Linked DNA regions of Mus musculus: all the other regions are linked to region 2. A link is a contact called in public Hi-C and HiCAR-type data. All regions are on one chromosome and are shown on one strand. Each heading gives the region's core, a stretch centred on a gene start, on an enhancer-like site or on the middle of the called end of the contact. The rest is flanking DNA. Distances are from core to core; before and after follow the strand shown.

Region 1 (6,004 bases), core at 3,366-5,865, 300 kb before region 2:
ATGTGCATGCTAGGGGCCTGAACTCAGATCCTCATGTTTTCACAGCAAGCACTTTAGCCCCTGAGCATCCCCAGCCCAAATGAAAGTCATTTTTAAAACTTAGGTTTGTAGCGAACACAAATACACATTGTTTTCCTTTCATGTAACACTCTCTATATGACATTTAATTGGGTGAGGCGTTACAAGTGAACTCATGATAACATGAGGTACACTACAGAGTACCTCATGCAGCTGCTGTGTCAGTCTGTATAAGAGAATTAAGCCCCTGTGAACCTGTGTCCATTCTGAGCCTATGTCCAAAAGTCAAGTTTTAACAGTAAAATGGTTTAATCAGCATATCAACTGATCTGTGCCCATCTGTCTGAAGGATGCTTCAAATTTTCTGTCCCTAATTATTAAACAATTATGCAAAAACTGATATAAGAAGTTTCATCCCTTAACTTAGGTTTTCACTTAATAAAATGCAATGGAGTCAAGCTATTTGCTGTAATTAATTACATTCTATGAAGTCATGACTAAATTAACAACTGAACCGTCACTCCTGGGGGAAATACAGGCTCAGGGTTCTGTGAGCCTCAACACACATTTTATCAACCCATCGCCACACACCTCGTTGGATGCATGCTCTCATTGACAGGAATGTTACTGAACAAAAACTGCTGCTTTGTTAGCTGGTGCCTTGCTCGCAGCTTACGGTATTGGAGTCTGTGTTTAACGGAACCTAACATACATTATAGCATCTTGTCCTTGGGAGTAGTAGGCGCTACTTTAGCATGCACAGGGGCAGGAGTAGGAAGCAGCATTTACAAATAGTGAAATCATGTTTAAAGGCACAAAAGTGCAAAAGAGAAAAGACCACAGCATTAGACTATAAAGAAGGCCACTCACAGTCAGAGCTGAAACCAGGAGGCCAGGAGCAGTTTGGTGTGTGTGTGGCCTAGTGTACCAGACTATTTAAAATTTTCAGAGCTCTACACTGTTTGCAAGTTATTAGGAATGCCTTTGGGGCCCATGGAAACACGTAAGGGATGGGGGAATCTGCAAACAGAATCTATTAATATTGAGGAGGGATGGATGCTCAACTAGTGTCAGTGGCTCTGTACAACATGGCTGCCACTTATAGCTGAGACTTTCTGCAGCTTTTTATGGGATTGCTACGGCTATAGTCTATCCCTGACACTACTCCATCCTATAGCGGGTCATCCCAACACGTCCGTGACCTTGGTACAATACCGTCATCCACCATCAGTTTCTCCAAATCCGCTATTGACTTTCCCACCACCAGAATACAGTAGAATACAACCATGCTTGAAGCAATAAGAACTGGTGTTCTCAGCTCCTAGCTGCCCTACGTTGGCTACAATCTTTACTGCCTCCAAGGTGATTAGCTGGTACCTTTTACCTAGTGGCTGCTTCCTAGCAGATTCTAAGACTTCTTGGCTGTCTCCTCTCAGGAGGTGTAGACCCAAGGCACCATGCATCTTTGATGTTGATATATATTGCTGGGGACAAATTTTGTCCCTGCACTAGAACATCACATCTTGTCCCTGCACTGGGACCCTCGGGAATGGTCCAGGCCTGGTCCACAGTGCCAGAAATCTGTGACTCTCTGAAAGTGGTGTCACTCACTGATCCAGTGGCTAAAATATGACAGTCTTCACAATGAGCTGAAGCTCACAGGGACATAGGAGCGCAGTAGCAGTCATTGTTGGACCCGGTTCTTTTTATTATAACAATCGTAACTGCTTTTGATCTCCGCTCTCTGGCTCTATGAGAATGGACCACCTCAAGTCATAGTGGGGTGCGTGCGAGTAATCCTCTAACCTTTACTCACTTCCCAGCTTTCTTGGCTACTGACTACAGCAGATTATAAAATGTACCCCCCCTGGTTTATCTTTCTCTGGCTTCCTGTCTTCCTCCTCCTGGGTTGGCTCTTGATATTCCACATTACTTCCACCCCTCAACCCCCATGCCCTACATACTGTAGGGCTATAGGTGCTACCAAGCCATGTGAGGCAGGACTATAGGTGCCACCACCCATGTGAGGCAGGGCTATAGGTGCCACCACCCATGTGAGGCAGGGCTATAGGTGCCACCACCCATGTGGGGCAGGGCGATAGGTGCCACCACCCATGTGAGGCAGGGCGATAGGTGCCACCACCCATGTGGAGCAGGGCTATAGGTGCCACCACCCATGTGGGGCAGGTCTATAGGTGCCACCACTCATGTGAGGCAGGGCTATAGGTGCTACCAACCCATGTGAGGCACATATAGGTGGGATATATCCACATGAGTCAGGCTAAAGCCAGGTTGTCTACGATTAACACTAGGCCTGGACATTTGCGGTACAGCATGAGTTGACTGACTCCAAAAGAGAAACTAAGGCAACAGGAGACCAAGCTTTTCCATAACAGCAGGGGCAGTAGACATCCATTAAGCAACACACTCACTCAAATGTACCCTCCTCTTAAGGAGGCAGGATACAAAAACCTCAGATAATTCCATGAACCAAGCACACAGGAAGGATCACAGACCCCTGGAACAGCTAACTGGTTTCATTTTGATGGCTACAGACTCTGCCATCAAGGAAAAGCCTCTAAAGGGTTTCTAGACGATGTCACAGTTCAATGTTTGCAGTTTAAGTCTCTGGTTAAAATTAAACTTTGATAAACACCAAGAACCTTTGGGAGGTTTAAGTTATTTCCAGGAGAAGATGGAAGGGTTATAGTATATACACACGCACACACACACACACAAACACACACACACACCTACCAACAACAAAAGTGACTGCCACCTTTCCTAGACAAAACCCATACACTCTCATTTTATATGTGTATATGCATGCGTGTACACGTGTGTGTAGGCCAGAATTCGACGTTGGATGTCTCCCTCAGTTGCTCTCCACCTTATTCAGACAGGGTCTCTCAGTGAAGCCGAAGCTCACAATCGGGCTAGACTGGCTGATCAGTGAGCTCCATGGATCTCCCTGCCTCTCCCCATTCCCAGGGCCACCAAACCTGGCTCTGGTGTGGGGTGGCTGCTGAAGATCCAGACCCAGGTCTGCTGCCGGTAGAAGGATTGCTTTATCAGCTAAGCCATTTCCTCAGCCCAGGAGTTAGGGGAAAGAGACAGCTAACCTCATGCTTCTGGTCTCCCTGCAGTCATTAAGATATTTATCTCAAATGTCACTGAAAGAAAGGGAACCCTCTGTCTTTTCTATGCTACTTAAAATGTGTCACTCTCAGTAGCCACAGGATAGCTGGTGATTACAAAACTAGTGTTTCTAAAAGGACTTGTCCTGTTTGTCCTGAATTTCTCAAGTGTGAAGAATGAAGATCCCCTGGGGCCTTCAGACCCATCTGGGCTCATCTTCCTCCACTGTCTGAGAGGAGCAGAGGGAGACTTTTTTTTTTTTTTTTTTTTTTTGGTTTTTTGAGACAGGGTTTCTCTGTATAGCCCTGGTTGTCCTGGAACTCACTTTGTAGACCAGGCTGGCCTCGAACTCAGAAACCTGCCTGCCTCTGCCTCTGCCTCTGCCTCTGCCTCTGCCTCTGCCTCTGCCTCTGCCTCTGCCTCTGCCTCTGCCTCTGCCTCTGCCTCCTGAGTGCTGGGATTAAAGGCGTGCGCCACCAGCTTAGAGGGAGACTTTTAAACATCAATGCCTGAGTTTATGCAGGAACAAAAACCTCACACTTGTCATTGTCTCCACTAGGGTTTCTTCCTATCAGTTAGGGACAATGTAACTTTGTGAATTGAGCGTGAGGCCTCAAAACTGTGCGCTGTCACCAAAATGAACTGTGCCCACAATGCCCTGCAGAACACTTCTCAAGCAGGTAAGAAAGATGTGAATTTAAATGCAGACATTAGATTGTATTAGTCAGCAAATGCATTTGCCATTAATAATCCATTCTTATCTTTCAAAAGCACTGAGCAAAACCCACCGAAGAACACGGTAATGTGGTGGCAAATGGAGATGTTCCTTATAAAAATCTAAGCCTTTCAGGAATTAAACCTCAGCAATTCCAAATTAACATTTAAGAACTAATGAAGGTAATCAAGAAACCACTTGGGAAAGGGGGCTGGCTGGCTTTTAACTTCAACACTCGCAATAAACCAAATTCCTCTCTTTGGTCTAATTTACAACTACAACAGAAGTGGGTTTTCCCCAGAAGCAAATAAGCCAGGACAAAGAGCTGCCTGTTTCCCTTTAAGAGGTGGAAGGGGACCTTGCAGAGCAGAGCCCAGGGACCTACCCAGGAGCAGGCTGGCTCTGTGCAGGGCTCACACACCTGCATGGACTCCCACCCCAGGGAAGTAGTGAACCGTGTCCTCCTTTAATTCAACTCCAGCACGGCTGATCAATTTCTTTCTGGGAACAGACCTCTCATTCCTGGGGCGGCTCTTTTTATCTCTTCTCTTACTGACTTCCACTTTCCACACCCACGCTTAGGCGCTCTTAGGACCTTCAATCCTGCCTTTTACACAGAGAAAGAGGCGTCTTCTAAGCATCTACTTCAAACCCAACTTCCAGAACACACAGAGACTGCTTCTCGCCTAAGAGCGAGACTCTTCCCAAACTCGCCCTGCGAACCAGGGTTCACAGGTTCTCAATACAAGGGCTGGAAAAGGACCAGGGACCTCCGGCAGTAGAAGGGAAGGCCAGCAGGCGGCCGAAGGGCAGGCGAGGCCCCTTGGGAAAGGGCATGGCCTCCGTGTGGACGACAATTTTCAGAAGTGGTGTGTGTCTCGTTTTCAGACAGGGTGAAAAGGATTAAGGTGCATGCTTTACCTATCAAAGCAGACCTGGCCTCCAGGTTCTCCCAGCATACCTCAGCCCCAGCCTGGCTAACCCTGCCTGCAATCCTGAACTTTCCAGCCCAGGGGCTGGGCTGCCCTTCCCTCAGAGACTCCTCCCTATATAATCCAGACAGTTTTTCATTTTTTATCTATTGTCATCGTCGTCCTCCCCCCTCCCCCTCCCCCTCCCCCTCCCCCCTTTCCTTCTTATTTCTCTTCTTTTCTCTCTGTGTACCCTCTCTCTCTCCTCTCAGCCCACCATGGTAACTCCCCTGGTCTCCATCCTTGGGGCCAGTGAACTTGCCTTGGAGAGCAGCTTCCCAACAAACCTGCTTTTAATATAATCTAATCTGGTTTGGACCAGCTCATTTCACTGGTGTTGGAGAAATAGCCTATCAGTGTGTAGATGGTGAGGGCAACACAAGATTATACCTGTGTCCACCTTTACCTATCATGTACATTAAAATGTCCTTTTTTCTATACCAGTCATTGCCTCAATGAAGCTAAAAAAGATAGAACTAAAACTGGACACTGGTGGTACACACCCACAAATCTGAACACTTAATCTAAGGCAGGCAGCTTCTTGCCACAAGATCAAAGCCAGCCTGGGGTTATATAGTGAGACCCTCAGAGCAGGAAGCAAAGAGAAGATAAAAGACAGAGCATTCCTGGTTAATAAATGATACGACAGGCATGTGGGATGTTTCACCATTAATTATGTTCAGTTATATAGAAAATTATATATGAAGGGACTCTACTTTAAAATTATGCAGAACTTTCTAGAATTCCCAGGCATGTATTTTAACTGAGGAGGTATCCCTGAAATTTTAAAGTTCAGAGGGCTCCAGAGCAGTGGGTCCCAACCTAATGCTGCGACCCCTTAATACAGTTCCTCACGCTGTGATGACCCGACTATAAACTATAACATTATTCATGTTGCTACTTAATAGCTGTGGTTCTGCTACTGTTGAGAATCGTTATGTAAACATCCGACAGTCAACCACTCAAAGGGGTCACACAACCCACAGGTTGAGAACCAGTGTCCAGAGCAGCTCTATGGCTGACTCATCCTCCCTTCAAGAGACTGTGATTGGGGGGGGGGGGGGGGAACTCTAGAAATGAAATACCAGTGTGGGTCATGAGAACCCATTTCTTTTGTTGTTAGCATCAGAGACACAAAGATTAGACAGCCAGCTCCCAGCTT
Region 2 (6,158 bases), core at 2,061-4,560:
CACACATTTTACAGCTCAGTCCTTTCAGTTCTCAGTGGCCATATTACTCAGCATTTCTGTCGATGCAAGAAAACACCATGGTCAAAACGCAAGCTGGGGAGGAAGGGGTTTATCTGCCTCACACTTCCACATCCGTATTCTATCACTGAAGGAAGTCAGGACAGGAACTCCAATAGAATGGGACCCTGGAGACTGGAGCTGATGCAGAGGTTGCTAGTTCCACATGGGTTGCTCAGCCTGCTTGCTTATAGAACGCAGGACCACCAGCCCAGGGATGGCTCCACCCACAATGGACTGGACCATCCTCCATCAACCACTGTGGTGGTTTGAATATGCTTGATCCAAGGGAACGATACGGTTAAGAGGTGTGGCCTTATTGGAGGAGGTGTGGCCTTGTGAGAGGAAGTGTATCACTATGGAGGTGGGGCTTTACATATGCTCAAGTCTGGCCAGTGTGAAAATGTCTCCTGCTGCCTTTCAGTCAAGTTGTAGAATTCTCAGCTCCCCCAGCACCGTGTCTGCCTGCACATCACCATGGACTGAACCTCTGAAACTGTAAGCCAGCTCCAATTAACTGCTTTCTTTTATAAGAATTGCTTTGATCATGTTGTCCCTTCATAGCCATGAAACCCTAATTAAGATAACCACTGAAGAGAGCGGGTTCCTCCTCTCAGTGATTTTAGCTTGTGTCAAGTTGACATTAAACTGTCCAGCACAACTGACTCCTTGTCAACCTGACACAGACATCACTTTCCTTTCTCATTCATCCCCACGGTCTCACATTAAAAATACAAATAACTTTAAAAAAAACCTCGCAGTTTTTACAAACTCAATCACGTTAAAAATTCAAAGTGCCTCAAACTACGCGTTCCTGTAAAATAAAATAAAGTTAAATATTTTCTTACTTCGAGAGAGAAGAACCAGAGAAAAGTCACAACGAAATCAAAGCAAAAGCAAACTCCCAAAAGTGTAAATCACTGAGCATTCAATATCTGAGCTCCACTCATGGTCTTCTGGGCTCCTCCAAGGGGCGTGGGTCATTCTCTGGCTCTGAAGCACACACAGCTTGTCTTCCAGGCCTCGCTGGCTCCACTGCACAGCAGCTGCTATTCTTGGTGGTCATCCATGGTACTGCCATTTCCAAAAGGCCGGGGGGTTTCTGCTCTCATCAGTAGCTTTTCATTGACTCTCTTCACGGTGCCAAGCCTCACCTTCTCTTTCCTGGTCCCTTCAGTCCTAGGACTTCAACTGCCACCAAGGCTGCACCTTCCCCGGTGGCCTCTCCTGGCCTCTCACAGTGCCAAGCCTCAGCTGTTTTCCATGGCCCCTTCCTGACTTCAAAACTGGTACCATCTGGATGACTCTTATACTACCAAGTTCAGATGCCAGCATGAGGTACAAACTTGGCTGCCTCTGGAACACAGCTTCTGTGTGCTGACTCTCAGGAAACACTTCCCATAAGAGTTAACCTCAACCTCTTAATCACTGATAATTTCTCAGCTCCGGCTGGCCAGTATCCAGTATCCCAACAAAGCAAAGGTTTCACGTTAGTAGTTCTACTATCGTGTTAAACACAGCTGATTCTTGGGCCCCAGCTAACCAGACTCATGAAATCTCAAATCAAAATAGCAAATGGTCCCGATAGTTTTTAAACTTCCCTCTGAAACTTCACAAGACAGGCCTCATCTTTAAAAAAAAAATATTTATGAGTATACCATCTTCATGCTCCCCAGAGGAGGGCAATGGATCCCATTACAGGTGATTTCGAGCCACCTTGTGGTTGCTGGGAATTGAACTCAGGACCTCTAGAAGAAGAGTCTTAACCACTGAGCCGTATCTCCGCCCCCCTAGGCCCCATCTTCTGTTCTGCTTTTAACATTCTTATCTTCCAAGCTCCTACAGTACACTCACCAGGTACTGAGCACTCTGGCTTTTCTAGCCTCAAGTTCCAAAGTCCTTCCATAATCTTCCCCAAAATAACATGGTCAGGGTTGTCATAGCTCTACCCTACTATACCCTACCATCTTGATACCAACTTGCTTTAGTTAGGGTTTCTATTGCTGTGATGAAATATCATGACCAAAAGCAAGCTGGGGAAGGAAGGACTTATTTAGCTTAACACTTCCAGATCACTGTAGAAAATCAGGACAGGACTTAGGAGAAGGACCTGGCGGCAGGAACTGATGTAGAGGCCACGGATGGGTGCTGCTTACTGGTTTGCTCTGCATGGTTTGCCTCGTCTGTCTTGCTCAGTCTATTTTCTTATAGAACCCATGACCACCAGTCCAGAGATGGCATCACCCACTGTAGGCTAGGGCCACCCCTACCAATTACAGTGTGGAGGCATTTTCTTAATTGATGTTCCCTCCTCTCAGATGACTCTGGCGTGTGTCAAGTTGACATAAAGCTATCCAGAAGAGTGGCCATTCCAGGAGGTAAGAAGACCCTGGGGTTGGCTGTGTGGTCTCCTCTTCTCCCTGGAGAACTTTGTGCTTCAGGCTCTGAACAGAGGTAGTCTGAGCTCTGCTCTTTTGCTAACCACAGGGAACCATTTCTTCTCTTAAAGACTGAAGTATCTGCAGTGAGACCCACCCCTTTTCTTATTTTGACGTCTCACTTGTTCTGAAACAGAACAACTTCTATCATGGGGCAAAAAGGCACAAAACCAGAGACCTCTTGACATGGACACATAGCACATTGCAGTATGGTCTTTCCTGGTCTCCAGGGTGCAAACGATGCTAGGAGTCAGATCTCATGTGCAGAAGAAGTCAGCCAGCGGCTTCAAACCTTCAGTGGGAACTGCCAAGCATTCTGATCTTCCAGGAACTCATCCAGGCGTCTGGGGGAACGGCTCTGTCTTTATTTGCATATGGAATTCTGGGGGCTGACTCATTCTCTGAGCAGCTGGCCTCACTTGTGGTTTGTGCAAACCCACGCTGAGAAGTTGAGGCCAGGCTCTGGTCAAGGGCTGGGTCTAATGCAACCCTAGGGCAGCTGGGTCGCTTATATTATCTCTGGTCTTCCTGCTTTCTTCTCATTGAACTAAACAGCTAGGGGGCAGGTCCTCAGTCAGCATCCACAAAGCCACTGCATACATGGAGCATTCCAACACACTAGGAAGGCTTAGCTTTCTGTTTAGAATTCTAGCAAACAAGCTACGAACGTTTAAAAAGACAACCCCCTTCTCTCCGGCTCAGTGAAAGCAAAACCAGGCAGCAAAATCAATAAATCATTAACTTAAAGGACGGCCTTTCGAGGCTCGCTGCCTGGCTTGCTTTGCCAAGTGACAGAAGGGTCACTGACTTCACCGTGGAAAGGAAGTTGGTAATGATTTCCCCTAGCTCGCGAACTCTTGCCGCGCTTGCGCTGACGGTGTAGGACTTAAAAGCGAGGCTATATCGCCCTCTCGTGGACGCTGTGTGCATAACCTGTGATGCACAAAGCTTTGAGCTACAAATCACAAATACCGACCAATAAGATACAGAACTCAGGGAGTGTCAAACTGGATTGTTGTAATGCACACACACTGTTCAGGAACAAGTGGCACGCCTTAGGACTCGTTCGAGAAAAGCGTATCTAAGTGGCTTTGTCAAATATCAGTACTATGAATGCCCCTTTTAATCTAGCGTATTTCCCCCAAGCTTTCTTACAATGTACAGGACAAACTGCAAGTTGTGAGATGATGATTCCAAGTTAGTTAGCATATTTGTCACCTCACATACCTCCTTTTTTTTCCTTCTTCACAAGAACACTTAGTCTCTTAGCAAGTTTTGCATATGCAGTGGAGTGAAGCCTGTGAGTAAGACCAGCTTGGAGACGTTTCCTTCTGAGAGCCGGGGAATGGGGTAGCAGGACCCGAGGCCGTGTGCTGAGCTGCAGGGTTTATTGTCTGAGCTAAAGGGATTCTCTCTACCCCACCTGATCTTTACAGCTGTTCTGGGAGTCTCAATTACTTCTGTTTTGACCAAGACAATTTAATTGGGTGTCTGTTGAAGGAAAAGGCCTGGAATCGATATTGTAGCAAAGTGTACCTCAGTGGCTAATTAGTGAACTCGACCTTGGGTTAGCATTGCTGGGAGAAAGCTGCCCGCTCTGAACACCACTAGCAAGTCCCATGTGCTGTCTGCTGTTGATGATCAACACTGTCCTCGTTACCTAGAAGAATGGCACATTGTAGAGAGACTATCGGTTGTTCATTTAAAATAATCATAGTTTAATTAAACAACCTGAGAGGTGTCAATACTTTGTCCTGATTTGCACTGAAATAATCAGTGTAATAAAACTTCTGGGGATGCCTAAAACTTGGTCCAATTATAAATGCCAAGTGGGGGGACAATGAGATAGCTCAGTGGGGGGACATTAAGATAGCTGAGTGGGGGGCAGTGAGATGACTCAGTGGGGATAGTGAGATGTCTCAGTGGGGACAGTGAGATAGCTCAGTGGGGGAAACAGTGAGATAGATAACTCAGTAAGGGGGGCAGTGAGATAGCTTAGTGGGGGGGAATGAGATGTCTTGGGGGGGGGGTGGACAGTGAGATAGCCCAGTGTGCAAAAGTGTGTGTTGTGCAGGCATGGTGCTATGGCTCCATTCCCAGTACGCATGAACGTCGAGAGAACCAGCTCTGTAGCGTTGCCCCGCCTCCGCCTATCATAGAGAACCAGCTCTGGAGCGTTGCCCCGCCCCTGCCTATCATAGAGAACCAGCTCTGTAGCATCGCCCCGCCCCCGCCTATCATAGAGAACCAGCTCTGGAGCGTTGCCCCGCCCAGCCTATCATAGAGAACCAGCTCTGTAGCGTAGCCCCGCCCCCGCCTATCATAGAGAACCAGCTCTGGAGCGTTGCCCCGCCCAGCCTATCATAGAGAACCAGCTCTGTAGCGTAGCCCCGCCCAGCCTATCCTAGCCAGAAGAACAGTACAAGAGTGAGTCATTTCTGCACAAAGTGACTTTTTGTTAAATGGACACACACAGGGCCCAACAAAGCATTGATCTGGTCTCAGAATTTTGTTATTTTAAGACAGTTTACAGCAGAGCCAGCTTCAGCTATGCATTTGCAACAGCGCAGAACCAGAAGCATAATAAACACGACAGAGGAGGTGTGAAACGTATTCTATGAATACATTTGAAATGTGCTTGATTGAAAGGCAGATCGGACCATCTATCGGTGATGGGAAGTAGTGATTTCTCCCTGGCTGTCTCATTAAATAAAAGTCTAGAATTGATCTATTTGGGCGGTGAGGGGGCCATCAATCCCGGCAGGCTTTTAAAGATTAGTGTTTTGAGTGGACTGTTGTGATTCTGGTTCTGAGTTCTTGTTAGCCAGTAGGATTATTGTCATGTTAAAGATAGTCTATTATATAACATAAGCCTGTCTGAGACTAAACTTATGCATAAAATACTCCCAGGTGCCAAAGCGTCACTGAGTCACAGCTCATGAATAGCCCTGATTTTACCCCAGCTGTATTTTTGACATGCTAGTAATTTAACTTTTTTTTAGATTTATTTATTTTATGTGTATGAGTGTTTTTCCTGAGTATATGTGTGTGTGCATGCCATGTGCATGTCTGGTGCTGATGGGGTCCAGAAAAGGGCATTGGACCCCGGAACTGGATTACAGATGATTGTGAGCCACTGTTTGTTGCCTGGGTGTTCTGGAGGAACAGACAGTGCCCTGACCACTGAGCCATCTCTTCACAGACAGTGCCCTGACCACTGAGCCATCTCTCCACGGACAGTGCCCTCTCTGACCACTGAGCCGTCTCTCCATGGACAGTGCCCTCCCTGACCACTGAGCCGTCTCTCCACGGACAGTGCCCTCCCTGACCACTGAGCCGTCTCTCCACGGACAGTGCCCTCCCTGACCACTGAGCCGTCTCTCCACGGACAGTGCCCTCCCTGACCACTGAGCCATCTCTCCACAGACAGTGCCCTGACCACTGAGCCATCTCTCCACAGACAGTGCCCTCCCTGACCACTGAGCCGTCTCTCCACAGACAGTGCCCTCCCTGACCACTGAGCCGTCTCTCCACAGACAGTGCCCTGACCACTGAGCCATCTCTCCACAGACAGTGCCCTGACCACTGAGCCATCTCTCCACAGACAGTGCCCTCCCTGACCACTGAGCTGTCTCTCCACAGACAGTGCCCTGACCACTGAGC
Region 3 (6,399 bases), core at 1,994-4,493, 340 kb before region 2:
CATCATTACCCGAGCCCATCTGATAGGACGACAAACGCTCCTTCCTGTTGCTCATGGCTCCCTCAATGCTGGGTACTGTGTTCAACTCTTCCTGTATAGTGCACAGGCTTCATAACCAAGGGATTTGTAAGAACATGGAGGAAGCGAGTGTCTGCGTGAAGGAGCGCAGTGTCAACTGCTGTAGTTGTCAATTAATGGCACAGGTTCCTTGCTGCCACCCCAATGTTCTGGGTTCCCAAATGAAAGACACACACACACACACACACACACACACACACGCACACACACAGGGGGGAGGGAGGGAGAGAGAGAGAGAGAGAGAGAGAGAGAGAGAGAGAGAGAGAGAGAAAGTGTCTTATATTGAAATATGCCTTAAACAGATCAATGGCTCGGCCACTTCCAAACCTCCACATAGCTGACGCCTGCCCTCCAATATTCCTGAGTTATTACTGACTAAAATCTGTATTCCATCTTTGCTACCCTAGACCCAGCAAGGGGTGGGATAGGGGTTTTGCTTGATTGAAGTGCTCTCTCTCCTGCACCTCTCAGGCCTGGTCTTTACTCCTTTCCCAGCATGGCAGCTCTACCTTCTTCTTCTTCCTCCATTCTTTGCCTGGGAATCCTAAAGTCTGTCTCTCTGCCCAACCATTGGCTAGCGGCAAGTCTATCTACCAACCAAAACCAACTGGGGGCAGGGACCCTCAGCATCTTACCTGCAGATTCTTGGGCAATTTTGGGAGAACACAATTAACATAATACGAGCGTTAGACCAAGATCCACAACAGTCAACACATAGTGTAAGCACAAACAAGGACTTCCTGTGTTCCTGGCAAGGGCTGGCAGACAGGGCACAGAGCAGCTGGAACACAGGAAAGACACCCTGGGTCCAACTGAAGGCTTGGTCCTCACCAAACCATACAAGCAGGTGCTGGAGAGAAACCACCCAGGGGGAGCCAGGCTCTGTGTGAGCAAGGAGCCACATCATCAGAACACACAGTAGAGGACACAGAGAGTGACACGGAGGCATGGGGCCCCAGGCAAGGCAAAGAAAAAGCCATGGCCTCTTCACTTTTCCCAGGTAAACCAGGGATAACCAGACTTCCCACTGTGCTACTTCAGTGGATTAAGTGCTTGACACGTGGGTGTGAGACAGAGTTCAGATCCCCAAAGCTGATCCCCATCCCATGCAGGGTGTGTGTGTGTGTGTATGTGTGCTTGTGGAAGTCCAGTGCTTGCTAGGCTGGGATGGGAGGCCACAGAGCAAGCTGGCTAGCTGTACTGGCAAGCTCTGGGTTCAGGTGAGAAACATTGCCTCAATCAATAAGACAGAAAGTGATAGGGGATGATAACTGACACCAGCCTAGGTAGGGCCTCCATAAGTGTGTATGGGCATGTATACTCTCTCTCACACACACACACATATATGTGAACATGGATATATACATGCATGCAGAACCCCCAAAATATTTTAATTAAAAAATTAAAATATTGTAGGAGGCTTAGTTAGAGAGAGAATGTTCACAAAATTCCTATCCCTAGTGTACATGATAGTGCTCAAAACCAAGAATCCTACCCAACCAGGACCACTCTGCTATCCTGTGTGGGGCTCAGGGCCTTCGCAAGCCTCGCACAGCCGTCCACGGCCCTGCACAGCCATCATGGGAAGTCTAAGCTGGTTTTCCTTGGTTAAGATATGCCTTGTGATTTATTAGCTGCCACTCCACTGTGCTCATCCATCAAGGCTGCAATGCACATTGGGTCTCAGGTGATGCAGAGGCGAGGGGCCTTTGTCATGGAGTACGGCAAGCTGAGTTCCATTCCTGAGGACCCAGATGTTGGAAAGAGAGGACATACTTACAAAGCTTGTCCTATGCCTTCCATATGCACCACGGCATGTCACCTGTCACCCCAAATAAATAAATGCAAAGAATTTTACATGTAAACTATTGGCCAGCTGGTTACAGGTTACTCTAGAAACCCACCCTGGTAGAGACCTACTACAACATAGAGAGTGATGGAAGACCATGCAGGGGCCCCCTGGAGGGGCAGAGTTTGGTGGCAGTGTGTGCCCAGCATGTGTGAGGCTTTGGGGTTCAGTCTCAGCTTTGCCACCACACTGTACACCCAAATTTAAACATCAATTACAATATTCTTGCTTATCTTGTTCTTTGGGATACTGAGTCTCACGAAGCCCAGGCTGGTCATGTGAGCTCCCTCTGAAAGGAAGGATGACCCTGAACTTACAGGTGAGTGCCACCAAGCAGGACCTAAAATAGCATTTAATATTCTCTTTCTTGGAGCTTGGTGACAGGATACAGAAGCCCTTTGAGAATTTGGGCAAAGGCAGGTGCCCCCTTTAGCTGTACACATTACCTCAATTTTGCTAAAATCCCAGAGAGTTCAGAAACACCACCCTCCATCTTCCTCCCCACTGTACCGGTAATACTTGAGAGAGAACCAGGAAGCTTTTCTTATGAAGCCATTTAAAATTAGAACAGCCTGACATGCTAAAATTATTGTATACAGCTGGTTGCAGCTGCAGTAAGTGTCTTTCTTTCCACCCCAGGTTGTTTCGAAATTCCAAACGACTAACTGGTCTGAGCAAAAGCCTGGGAAGAGCATGCATCCAGAACTCGGTCCAAAATGCCTGCTGTTTCACCAAATAATTAAGCCATGACTTCATCTCCATCACACACCTGCAGCATAATTGCTTCACAAAACCACGCACAGATGGCTGTTGAGAGCGGCAAGTCCACATAATGAAAGTCGGAGGGCGTTATTTGGACAAGGTTCTGGACCTGCAGAACTCCTGCCCCGGGCAAACATATCCACTAATTAACTGCGGTGGGTTTATTGTGCTGCAAGAGAGACTGGAAGACTGGATTTCAGTCCCTCCTCATAGGGAACCCGCAACAACCCGCAGGGCGACTGGCCAGTTCTCTAAATAATAAATGACACACCAGGGTCCTCATTCTGACTTGGACTCATAGGAGGGTGACAAATGGAGATTCATCTGCTGTCATTTAAAAGCCATCGTTTGAAAAATCATTTAAATCAGCATCATTTGAAGTCATTTAAATCACTTTGCTGCTGGGGGTGGGGTGGGGAAATGCTTTACAGTTTACAAGCACTTTAATGGAGCTCAGGAGCTCAGAAGGGAAGGCAGCAAGTGCTGTGTGTACGCTATGTTCGCGGAGACAGGCAGAGAACAGAGTGCTAGTCTTCGGCAGCCCTTGTGAATTAAAAGAATTCCCATGTCTGCCCAGCCTGGGGAGGAGTGCTCCTGCTGACTCAGAGAAGAAATGTTATTTTATCCAGGGAACCAGAATGGAAAGGCTTGAGAGACGGTACTGATGGCAGAGAATCCTGTGTGCAAGCCAATCCAGAGAGAAGAGTGAGCATGTGCGAGGAGGAGCCTGCCTCCCAGGAACCTGGGAAGGGGAGGAGTGAGAGGGCCACACCCAGGATGCTTTTATGGGAAGTTAGAGAGGAGGACACGGAAGACCCAGCTCTGCCAGATTCTCTTGGGCCAGGATTTCCGTTAAGCCCCCAGGTGTCCCATGTCACCTGGATGTCCCTAATCAATTTTTAAAAAGCTCCCCAGGTGAATGTACACCACATTACAAATTGACTCCTACCAGGGAGGCAGAGATGGATGTGCAGCAGGTTAGCCTTAGCTGAAGGCTTCCAATGTTTCCAAAGCTCCCCCACTGACAAACTAGGGTTTTACAGCTGGCTTGGAGGTAGCGAATCAGTAAGCATCTATCAACTCCTGGCCTTCTCCACAGAGCGAGAACGGCAAGCCTGGGATATGGGTGAAGCTGCTCCCCGCTTCTTTCTGGGTCTGCTAAGGATACTGAATGGTGCTGCCTTCTCTCTACCGTAACAGTGTTGCCTCAGCCACCACCAATCTGGACCTGGCAGAGCAATGTACGTATGTGTGCTTGCGCCATGGTTGAGAAAAGAGAGACTCACTAACACTGCTTTGTAAGAGTACCAACGTATACCAGGCCAGATGCACAAATGCTGGTTCTATTCATTACACTTAAAAAACAGCCCATCAGGTAAGCAGATACAGATCTGAAAAAAAATAAAAATAAAAAATCTTTAGAGACAGGAGTTTTTGTCTTGTTTTTGTTTTTTTAAAATAACATGCTTTCTGCTCCTGCTGTAACAAACCAAACCAAGCAAGCAACGAAACCTTTGGAACTGACATCTGGACATCGCTGCTCCAAATGTAATGATCTGGAGCTGTGGCCATTCCATCCTGGTTTTCCTCGAAGAGAAGGAAATAGTAATGGGTGGATGGGTTTCTGTGTACCCAAGTGTACTTGTTGGCAAAGAATAAAAGATAACTGGAGCAGCGTAGTTTGACAGTGTCACACTGACTTCACAGTCCAGAAACCTTCTGGAAACGGAACCTTGATCAAAAAGTTGTGGACTCAGCTCTAGGAGAAACAGAAAGACCTGCATTCAGGAAATGGCTGCCTGCTCTAAAATGGCCATGTCCATAAAACAGCAGCGTGACTCCTTCTGCACTTGGACAGGACAGAGCACCGTCTGGGCTGGCTGAGCTACCCTGGTAAGTCCCTGCTCTGTCTTTCTTTAAGCCCGAGGAGGTCATCTCTTGCCACACCTTGTCACTCCAATACCCTGGCTCCATGTCAGTATATCCAGAAGCAGTGAGCTTGGAAATCACGTATGTCCCCGTTTCTTCATGCCACTTGAAGGCACACTCAAGCCTTTCTCTGAACTGTATCGGGCCAACAAGTCTTCCCACGAAATTCAGAGTCGCCACGGAATGTTCTTAGAACCTGAGAGCGGGATTCACAAGCCCTTAGGGGTTGTTCTGCGTTTCCTTAGACGCTTCTCTTCCCTTCCCTGGAAATGTAATGTTGGCCCGGCAATGACTTCATGAAGCCTTGCTCGGTTATGAGGAGAATGCTACCCCTCCTGGGCAGCCACAACGGAGTCCTGTTCTCACAGGCCTTGTCAGATAGTAAATATTTATCCAGCATGCCTAGTCTAAGCAAGAACACGATAACCACCTTTCTCCTGCTCCTCACCAACAAAGAAAACAACGGACTCTCAATGCTAAGTCGGTAACCCAGCCAGGTTTATAAGGACTGCTTGAGAGCAGAACACACAAGGAGAACTTCGGGAGGCTACCTCTCCTCAGCTTCCCCCTTCACTGCCTACTTCTTATCCATCCCATGCATTTAAAACATTTCTCTCACTTTTTATTAAAATCAGTCCTATGTGTCCTGCAAGGAAGCAATCATGTTGCCCAAATGGGATTCTGTACTGCAAGGTTACTGCACACAAAAGAAGAATCAGCGCGAATGGTTATTAAAAAGGGGGTGCACAAACCAGTGGACCCCTGCACTACCCTGGGATGGTTGGGCCATCACAGTAAGATGTTTTTCAGTCCTCCCCAGGGTCAGATGATGGACGGGATGGCAGTGAGTGATAGCGCCTGATGCTGACTCTTGGGGTATTTTCTACACCAGCAGTTGCCAGGACAGTGTGCAAGGATGAAGGGGGGGAAGGTTCTGAAGAGGACCTGAGTAGCCACAAGCCACAGGTGGTTTCGAGGCTCCTGCACACTGCTGTGGAGCTCCTGAGAGCTTGAGAAGGGCTAATACAATAGTATTTAAGGTTTTACTTCATTTACCTAATCGTCACACAGAGTGAGCACTGCATTGGAAGGATGCCCTTCTAGACCACAGGATACAATGTTTTGTTTTTTGTTTTTTTTTATTATTAGGTATTTTCCTCGTTTACATTTTCAATGCTATCCCAAAGGTCCCCCATACCCACCACCCTAATCCCCTACCCACCCACTCCCCCTTTTTGGCCCTGGCGTTCCCCTGTACTGGGGCATATAAAGTTTGCAAGTCCAATGGGCCTCTCTTTCCAGTGATGGCCGACTAGGCCATCTTTTGATACATATGCAGCTAGAATCAAGAGCTCCCGGGTACTGGTTAGTTCATATTGTTGTTCCACCTATAGGGTTGCAGTTCCCTTTAGCTCCTTGGGTAATTTCTCTAGCTCCTCCATTGGGGGCCGTGTGACCCATCCAATAGCTGACTGTGATCATCCACTTCTGTGTTTGCTAGGCCCTGGCATAGTCTCACAAGAGAGAGCTATATCTGGGTCCTTTCAGCAAAATCTTGCTAGTGTATGCAATGGTGTCAGCATTTGGAAGCTGATTATGGGATGGATCCCTGCATATGGCAGTCACTAGATGGTCCATCCTTTCGCCACAGCTCCAAATTTTGTCTCTGTAACTCCTTCCATGGGTGTTTTGTTCCCATTTCTAAGAAAGGGTAAAGTGTCCACACTTTGGTCTTCGTTCTTCTTGAATTTCATGCGCTTGGCAAGGATACAATGTTTTAA
Region 4 (6,751 bases), core at 3,383-5,882, 270 kb before region 2:
GATGCCCCAGTATAGGGGAATGCCAGGACAGAGATGTGGGAGTGGGTAAGTTGGTGAGCAGGGGGAGGGTGGATGGGATAGGAGGTTTTCAGAGGGGAAACCAGGAAAGGGGTAACATTTGAAATGAAAATAAAGAAAATATCTAATTTTTTTAAAGTGGAAAAAATTGCCAAAAAAGAAAAAACAAACAAACAAAAAAAGCCCCAGTGGGCCACCTGACTGGTTTAAGTGCCACCATTCATGGAAAGGAAGTTCCAGGCTGGTGTGAGCGAGCACCCAGGAAGAGGAACACCCCGCCTGCCACAAGCATGCCAGTGTTCACCTCAGAGCCCTGTCCTTTGTGTTCTTTCTTCCATCTGACCCATGCAACGGCCCTGAAGTAAAGCAAGGTCTCTACCAGGCTCAAGAACAAAGATGAAATTCCGGTTACAGCAGAGAGAAGCAGGCCGCCCTCCCTGAGAGCAAGTGTGTGCCCTGCAATGCAATCGCTCCACCGAGAAGCTCCATTTTAGCGTTTAAACTCCGTGGCAAAGTCAGGGGCACAGCTGGTGGGCTGTCAGTGAGGGCCCTGGGCCTCCACAGCTCTCTCTCCCCTAATCTTCTTGCTAAGAAAAATTATTTCCATTCAAAGGAAGAAGAAGAAAAAAACCCAACTTCTAAACCTCCTACTGTGGCTCATTTTCATGTCAGAGGTAGGCACTCTTAACCACACCCCCTCTTTTTATTTATTAGCTTCTTCTACTGAGTAAGTTTTTTTAGGGAGAAAAGAGCAAACAGCTGTGACCTGGCTGCATTCCTGAGCTGTGTGGCTGACAGCTTTGATCAGGAGAATCACTAAAGCCCAAGGAAGAACATGCAAGCATCTGGGGGGGGGGGGGGGCATTTAAACTCGGGAGCCAGAAGGGAAAGTTAACAGTATTTATCAGGAATGATTTATGAAAAAAAAAGAAAAACATTTTTTTCCTCCATTAAAATAGCCTTTCAATTTAACCTCGGGAGGCTCAACCCAGACAGGCCCCATTTATCATCCCAAGTTAAATAACGCACAGAAACGACCAGGCAAAGTGGAATGGACTTCAGGACTATTTCAGAAAGTTGGCTACAGAGCCAAGAGCAACATGGTGAGGAGAAAGAAACGTCTGGCTTGTTTTTAAGAGCCCAGTGGACACGTGAAACTCCCTACACATGTTCTCACTGAGGGCTAACGCTTAGGAGGCAGCGTGTGCTCTGGGCCTTGGCTTTAAAGGGACAATTAAATTTTATGTAGGTCTATCCTGCTTCTCCAGGAGAGCCACAGAACGCTGCAAAGCAGGGCAGGGAGCTTCCCTCCCCATACAGGTGTGCTTCATCTCCCCGTGGAAAGCCAGAGACTAACAGGCTAGCGGGCTTGTCCAACAGGGCTCATTTCCTAAGACCGCTGAAAGAAAATAGAAACAGCAACTCTATGAAAACTAAAAAGAGAGAGAGAGAGAGAGAGAGAGACCTGGTTAAATGCCCAGCCTTGACTTTTCCAGAAAAAACCCACAGGGTGTTCCGAGAGGACAAATGTCCGCTTTTCTCTTTGACAGAGCCCAAGGATCAGGAAGACGGCTTTTAAAATCCTGCCCTTCCCTGAGCCAGACAGCATGGAAGCACAAGCCTCTGTTGATGGCTTGCCCAGGTTTCTGTGAGGGTCAGGGCAATGAAAAGCCCATTTCATCTCAAAGGTAAGGAAATGAAAGCCCCATTTAATCACCGCAGGCCTGACTCCAGAATGTTCCTAATTAGGGTTCCAAAACAGCTTAGGCAATTTTGCTACCATCAGAAAAGCAGAAATTTTTTTGATGTGGTCTTTTCTGCGACGTCAAAGGCAAGTGTGAAGGCGGTGTCTCCAGCTTCAGCAAAGATGTTGAGTTTATCGGCGAGGTGTTACCGGGAAATATGTGATTTAGTTCAGACTCCTATTTTCCAGTGCCAAGGGGTTCAGTGAGCTGCAGGGTCACCACCCTACACACCCCTTAGCTGCACCTCCAAGACTCTGGAGGCCTTGAGACATGTCTGCGCCTCCTACCCTCAGCTCACATACTCGTCTACAGATCTTACTAGGTATACAGTAACGGCCATATCTGATCAGGCCGTGGGTGTTTTGTTTTGCTTTAACAACCCCCAGGGAGTGGTGTACATATCTGTAATCTTGGAAGCAAGGGAGGGAAGGAGGGAGGTTTTGAATTTGGGGCTAGCTTGGGCTACAGAGCTAGACTCTGTCTGAAAAACGAAACAAAACAAGCAAAAAAAAAAAAAAAAAAAAAAAAAAAAAAGAACCACTATCAACAATAATAGTCCCACAGCGGTTACCATCTTGCTGGAGAATTCCAGAAAAGGTTGCTTCATCTTCAAGGTTGTCAAGGCATCCCAACTTCCAAGGACAGAAAGGGAGAATACAGTATTACACCTGGACCCAACAACCCAACGCCTCATTCTGCAGACAAGAAAAGTAAGTCTAGTCAGAGCCAGATGGGAGACAGAGATTTCCAGGCTAATTAGATCAAGGAACAAACACTGAAGAAAAACACTGCCCTCTGTCAGAGCCTGACCATCGAGGGCCAGTGGGAAGGGGGAGGGGCAATAACTAAGCAGCCCAGACCTGGAATGTCTGACCTTCTGACAGATTAAGGTAGAGCGAGATGAGACAGACCATCTCTGCGACTTCAAGACTACCCTGGTGTAAGTGGTGAGGTTCCAGGCTACTCAGAGCTGCACAGTGAAATACTGTCTTAAAAAGACTAGGCAGGGTCACACTAGCAGGGACACACCAGCAGGGTCAACACTAACAGGGACACACCAGCAGGGTCAACACTAACAGGGTCACACCAGCAGGGTCACACCAGGAGGGTTACACTAGCAGGGTCACACCAGGAGGGTCACTCCAGCAGGGCCACATTAGCAATGTCCATGAGTCTCACAAAGGGAGGGAACACAGTTAAGCTGAGGGTCCTGTGTACTTGAGCCACCCTGGCTTTGATATGATCCTGAGGCAGCACTGCCAGTGAGTTCCCTCATGTTTAGGCTGGGCTGTGAGGGTGTGGTACAGGGAGCCGAGGGAGAAATCAGCCTCCTCATGTATATGTGAGAGATCTACACAGCCGGTGAGCAATGCCAAGTCAGGACCTGGGGGCCCTACCACCCCTACTGCCTTATATAATCAGGCTAGCAAATCTGAGTTTCCCTTAGGATGCAGAAGCTGAAGTGCAAAGCTAATGGCTGAGAAAGGTTGCAGAGGGAAGGATCATGCCTGCAGTAGACCCTCTGGGCCAGACTCCTGCTCTCTTGCTCTCTCCTGGACTCCCCAGGACTCAAGAGACTGACACTGAGTCTTCAGTCACAGACTTTGAGAGCTACGATAACTTCTAAGGAAAGCCAGGAGGAAATGATGCTGATACAGGTAAAAGCCCAGCGTGATTTCCTGCCCTGAGCACTGGACAGGCTGAATTCTCCCCACTGCTGACCATCACTCCTGCCCACCACCAAAAGGCATGCGGCATCTCCTCGTCACCTGCTATAGTCTCCTCAGCGCTGCCAGGCCTGCTCAGGAGGCAAAGCCTGACTCTGCTTTCTCCTCTGCCATCCCCAGCTCTTTCTAAAGTCAACCAAACGCTAAGAACCTGCACACAGGGAACAGCTGCCATCCGCTTCTCCAGACACCCTCCCTGGTGGGTCAGAAACGCAAACCTTCCCAGGAGGTGGTCCTGGGGGGGGGGGGGCAGGGGGAGGATTCCCTCATGTCTCACATGTGATTAAGGCTTCCCAAGACCTGAGACCCTCTGCGCTTCATAAGCTTCAGAAGAGAGAGCAGCCCTATCAATCCTGAGGTGTGGCTTGTTTGCAATGCTTTTCAACATCAAGATGATAAAACGCCAGGCAGCAAGCGCTTTCTATAAATGTTGGTTGGTTTTGAACTTTCCACTGTGCAGAGGAAGTATAGGAAAACAAACAAACAAACAAAAAAAACCTGTCCAAATTCAACATTAAAGAGGCTCTCCCAGCTAGCTCCCAGGGGTGGGAAAAGATTGGTTGGTATCTACTCTTCTAGCTTTCCAAAATGCTCAGATCTTCTTCTTCCAAAGGTTTCTAAAGGCTACAGAAATGGGGGGGGGGAGGGGGTGGGGAGGGGGAGGGGGAGGGGGGAGGGAGAGGGAGAGAAAGATCACCACCAAGAATATGGTTTGGTTCATTGTGCAGGAGCCAGTCAGGAAGCTTGTACTTAAAATGACTGCTTGCAGGCATCTGTATTTTGACATAAAAGTAATAAGAAAAGGCCAAGGAGACTCAATCCCTAGGGAAAGACATAGTTTGCTGAAGACTGATTCCTCCCCACCCCCCACCCCCCAAAGAAAGTCGCAGAGACTCATGGCTTCATGCCTTACTCATCTGCAGGACAAATGCTTGTGAGCAATGGGAACACGATCACACAGGATACCCCAACCTGCCCTGGTGGGAGAGAGGGACACTTCCAAGGTCAGATGGCCTTGGTGAATTCTTAGCAAAGAGCTTTGAAGAACAGATAGTAATGCAACTATGGGGCGTTGGTCTGGTCTGGTCTGGTCTGGTCTCTGAGATCGGTCCTGGGGCCACAGCCCTTCCCATCCCTGGGTTGCCTGACTCACCAGGAGTCTTGATGGCTTCCAGCTGTGGGGTGCCCAGGGGCTCTGGCAGCTCTTAGAGAGCACAAGGCAGAGATTTAGAATCTGTTCCAGCCAGGACACGCTGATATCCATCTGCCTTTCTGCTGCCAGTTTAAGGAAAACATCTGTTGCCCCTGGGCTGGGAAGGCACACTCTAACCCAGAAAGAGACATATTAAAAGTAGTGAACTCTAATTGTAAAATAAATCACGGTAGCATTCGATTGGCAAACACTTAATGAGTACCTATCATCTGCCCAGCTACATGGGAGAGGGAGACAGCAAGGAAGTCCCTACCCTGAGAAGCCAGCGGCCAGGTGGCAAAGGCACATAAAAGACACAAATCCTATGACACTGCCAATGTGCACCCAGGGCAGCTGTAAACATCTTTTGCACGTCATTTTCTAACTTCATGAAACATCAAGTAATATTTACTATTACCTCACTTCCAAAAGGAGAAAGCAGGCACTAAGAGGTTAAAAAAGTTGCACAAGAGAAACAATAGGAGAAAGTGGAATTTTTTACCCCAGGCAATAGTCCACCTTGACTAGGGTATAAACCAAGAAGTTTGCAAAAAAGGTGGTGGTGGGGGGAGCCACTACCTGAGGCAGGAGGCTAAATAGGGCACACAGGAATTTCAGGAGGGATGGGGAAGGGTTTCTTCCACAGAGGGGTTAAAAGTGGATAGTAGAGCTCTCAAAAATCAAGAAGATAAATGCTTGTGTGTGTGTGTGTGTGTGAGAGTGTGTGTGAGTGTGTGTGTGTGAGTGTGTGTGTGTGTGAGTGTGTATGTGTGTATGTGTGTGTGTGTGTGTGTGTGTGTGAGTGTGTGTGTGTGTGTGTGTGTGTGTGTGTGCATGTGCGCGCGTGCATGAAGGCTAGAGAACAGCCTCACAGGTGCTCCTCAGGGTCATCTACCTTTATTTTGAGACAAGAGTCTCTCACTGGCCAGGAACTGACCAACCAGGCTAGGGTGGACGGCCAGTGAGCCCAAAGGATTCACTTATTTTCAGGTCTCCAACCCTAAGATTACAAGGACACATTGTCATGACAGAATTTAAAAAACAAAAACAAAAACAGAACATGGGTTCTGGAAATCCAAGGCAGGTCTTGTGCTTGTATTTTAATAACTCAGATATCGCTCCAGCCACCAAAATAATCTTAAAAGATGAAAATCCAATTCTACGACGTCACAGTGCCGACACAGTATCTGCTCAGATGGTAGCTGGTGTAGGGTTGTGGCCTTTGCTTCTTTATGAAGAACCACAGGTGGATGCCGTACAGCAATCTCACCGCCTGCGCACACAGCATTTGATAGCTCCTCTACCCCAGCCTGTACAGGAACACCATTTAACAGAGGGCCTGGACTTCTAACTGGAGCAAATAGGAAAGAGAAACCTAATACTACAGCAAACCAGTCTGGCAAGGCAGAGAGAATGCCGGGAAGGAGCGGGAGGGCCTCCGGCTCCAGAAGGCAGAATTCTCAGCGGGTGGCAGGTGTTTTCCCCCCAACGTACTTCACAATGCCAGAAATTAGCAGTGGCTTTGTTCACTGGAATATGAAGTCCTAGGCCAAGTCCTTGAACGATGAATTCCTCAGCAAGAAAATTAAAAAGGTTCAAAGGCCATTCTCAATGTGCGATAAAATTGGTAGCTTGAAACACAGCCATTCTGAGGTTTACCTTTCCCTGAGACACTTAATTCACACTCCCCGAACAATGTTCTGTGAAATAAATATAATTTACTGAATCACATCCCATAAATGATTAAATGATGGGTTACACCGTTAACGCTGACTATTAAGTTTCAGGCACCCTCGCCAACAGAAATAATGAGCGGATTGCCTCCACTCTAAAAACAGGTGTGTTCCAAAAGGCTGTCTGAGTCGGTCGCCCGAGTTCAAGGCAGATTGTCTTCCTCTACCATCAACAACTGACCAGGGGTGGGCAGCCAAGGTAGAACACAAAAGATTAGACACAAGGTGTGCAGAGGCCTCTCTGGCTGAAGTCAAGAAGTGCAGTCTTTGGTCTGGGGGCCCCAGGAGCTACAACCCTGTAATTGGCATGACATGGCGCCTTCATCTCTAACAAGA

The links. Hi-C and Micro-C count contacts between places; a contact is called where the count stands out from the background. HiCAR-type assays count read pairs that join an accessible place to other places.
Region 1: a contact with region 2 is called in a Hi-C map of nephron progenitors, with 5 times the contacts expected there. The contact joins two enhancer-like sites. A contact is called at or near these places in 4 of 484 Hi-C or Micro-C datasets (the C2C12 cell line, cortical neurons, nephron progenitors and 1 more) and 1 of 115 datasets of contacts at active chromatin or transcription factors (fibro-adipogenic progenitors).
Region 3: a contact with region 2 is called in a HiCAR-type map of astrocytes, with 2.1 times the contacts expected there. The contact joins two enhancer-like sites. A contact is called at or near these places in 17 of 484 Hi-C or Micro-C datasets (CD4 T cells, bone marrow-derived dendritic cells, cerebral cortex and 7 more) and 3 of 115 datasets of contacts at active chromatin or transcription factors (astrocytes, bone marrow-derived macrophages and extraembryonic endoderm stem cells).
Region 4: a Hi-C map of uterus shows a contact between it and region 2, with 4 times the contacts expected there. The contact joins two enhancer-like sites. A contact is called at or near these places in 4 of 484 Hi-C or Micro-C datasets (the C2C12 cell line, nephron progenitors and uterus).

The regions. Positions count from the first base shown.
Region 1 is chr14:121,127,887-121,133,890 of GRCm38.p6, reverse strand. The region is part of intron 2 of Farp1 (FERM, RhoGEF (Arhgef) and pleckstrin domain protein 1 (chondrocyte-derived)); the gene reads right to left. Among named protein-coding and RNA genes, the nearest start is that of Farp1, 95 kb to the right of the region's middle. Within about 2 kb of position 4,615, at least 61 of the 459 cell types and tissues checked have an H3K27ac peak or open chromatin away from gene starts, as enhancers often do. A contact at or near this core is called in nephron progenitors and uterus, where this site is marked.
Region 2 is chr14:120,829,228-120,835,385 of GRCm38.p6, reverse strand. No RefSeq gene overlaps it. Among named protein-coding and RNA genes, the nearest start is that of Gm33173, 16 kb to the left of the region's middle. Within about 2 kb of position 3,310, at least 277 of the 459 cell types and tissues checked have an H3K27ac peak or open chromatin away from gene starts, as enhancers often do. A contact at or near this core is called in the C2C12 cell line, astrocytes, cerebral cortex and 2 more, where this site is marked.
Region 3 is chr14:121,169,150-121,175,548 of GRCm38.p6, reverse strand. The region is part of intron 2 of Farp1 (FERM, RhoGEF (Arhgef) and pleckstrin domain protein 1 (chondrocyte-derived)); the gene reads right to left. Among named protein-coding and RNA genes, the nearest start is that of B930095G15Rik, 76 kb to the left of the region's middle. Within about 2 kb of position 3,243, at least 103 of the 459 cell types and tissues checked have an H3K27ac peak or open chromatin away from gene starts, as enhancers often do. A contact at or near this core is called in astrocytes and cerebral cortex, where this site is marked.
Region 4 is chr14:121,102,987-121,109,737 of GRCm38.p6, reverse strand. All of the region lies in intron 2 of Farp1 (FERM, RhoGEF (Arhgef) and pleckstrin domain protein 1 (chondrocyte-derived)), which reads right to left. Among named protein-coding and RNA genes, the nearest start is that of Farp1, 71 kb to the right of the region's middle. Within about 2 kb of position 4,632, at least 50 of the 459 cell types and tissues checked have an H3K27ac peak or open chromatin away from gene starts, as enhancers often do. A contact at or near this core is called in the C2C12 cell line and uterus, where this site is marked.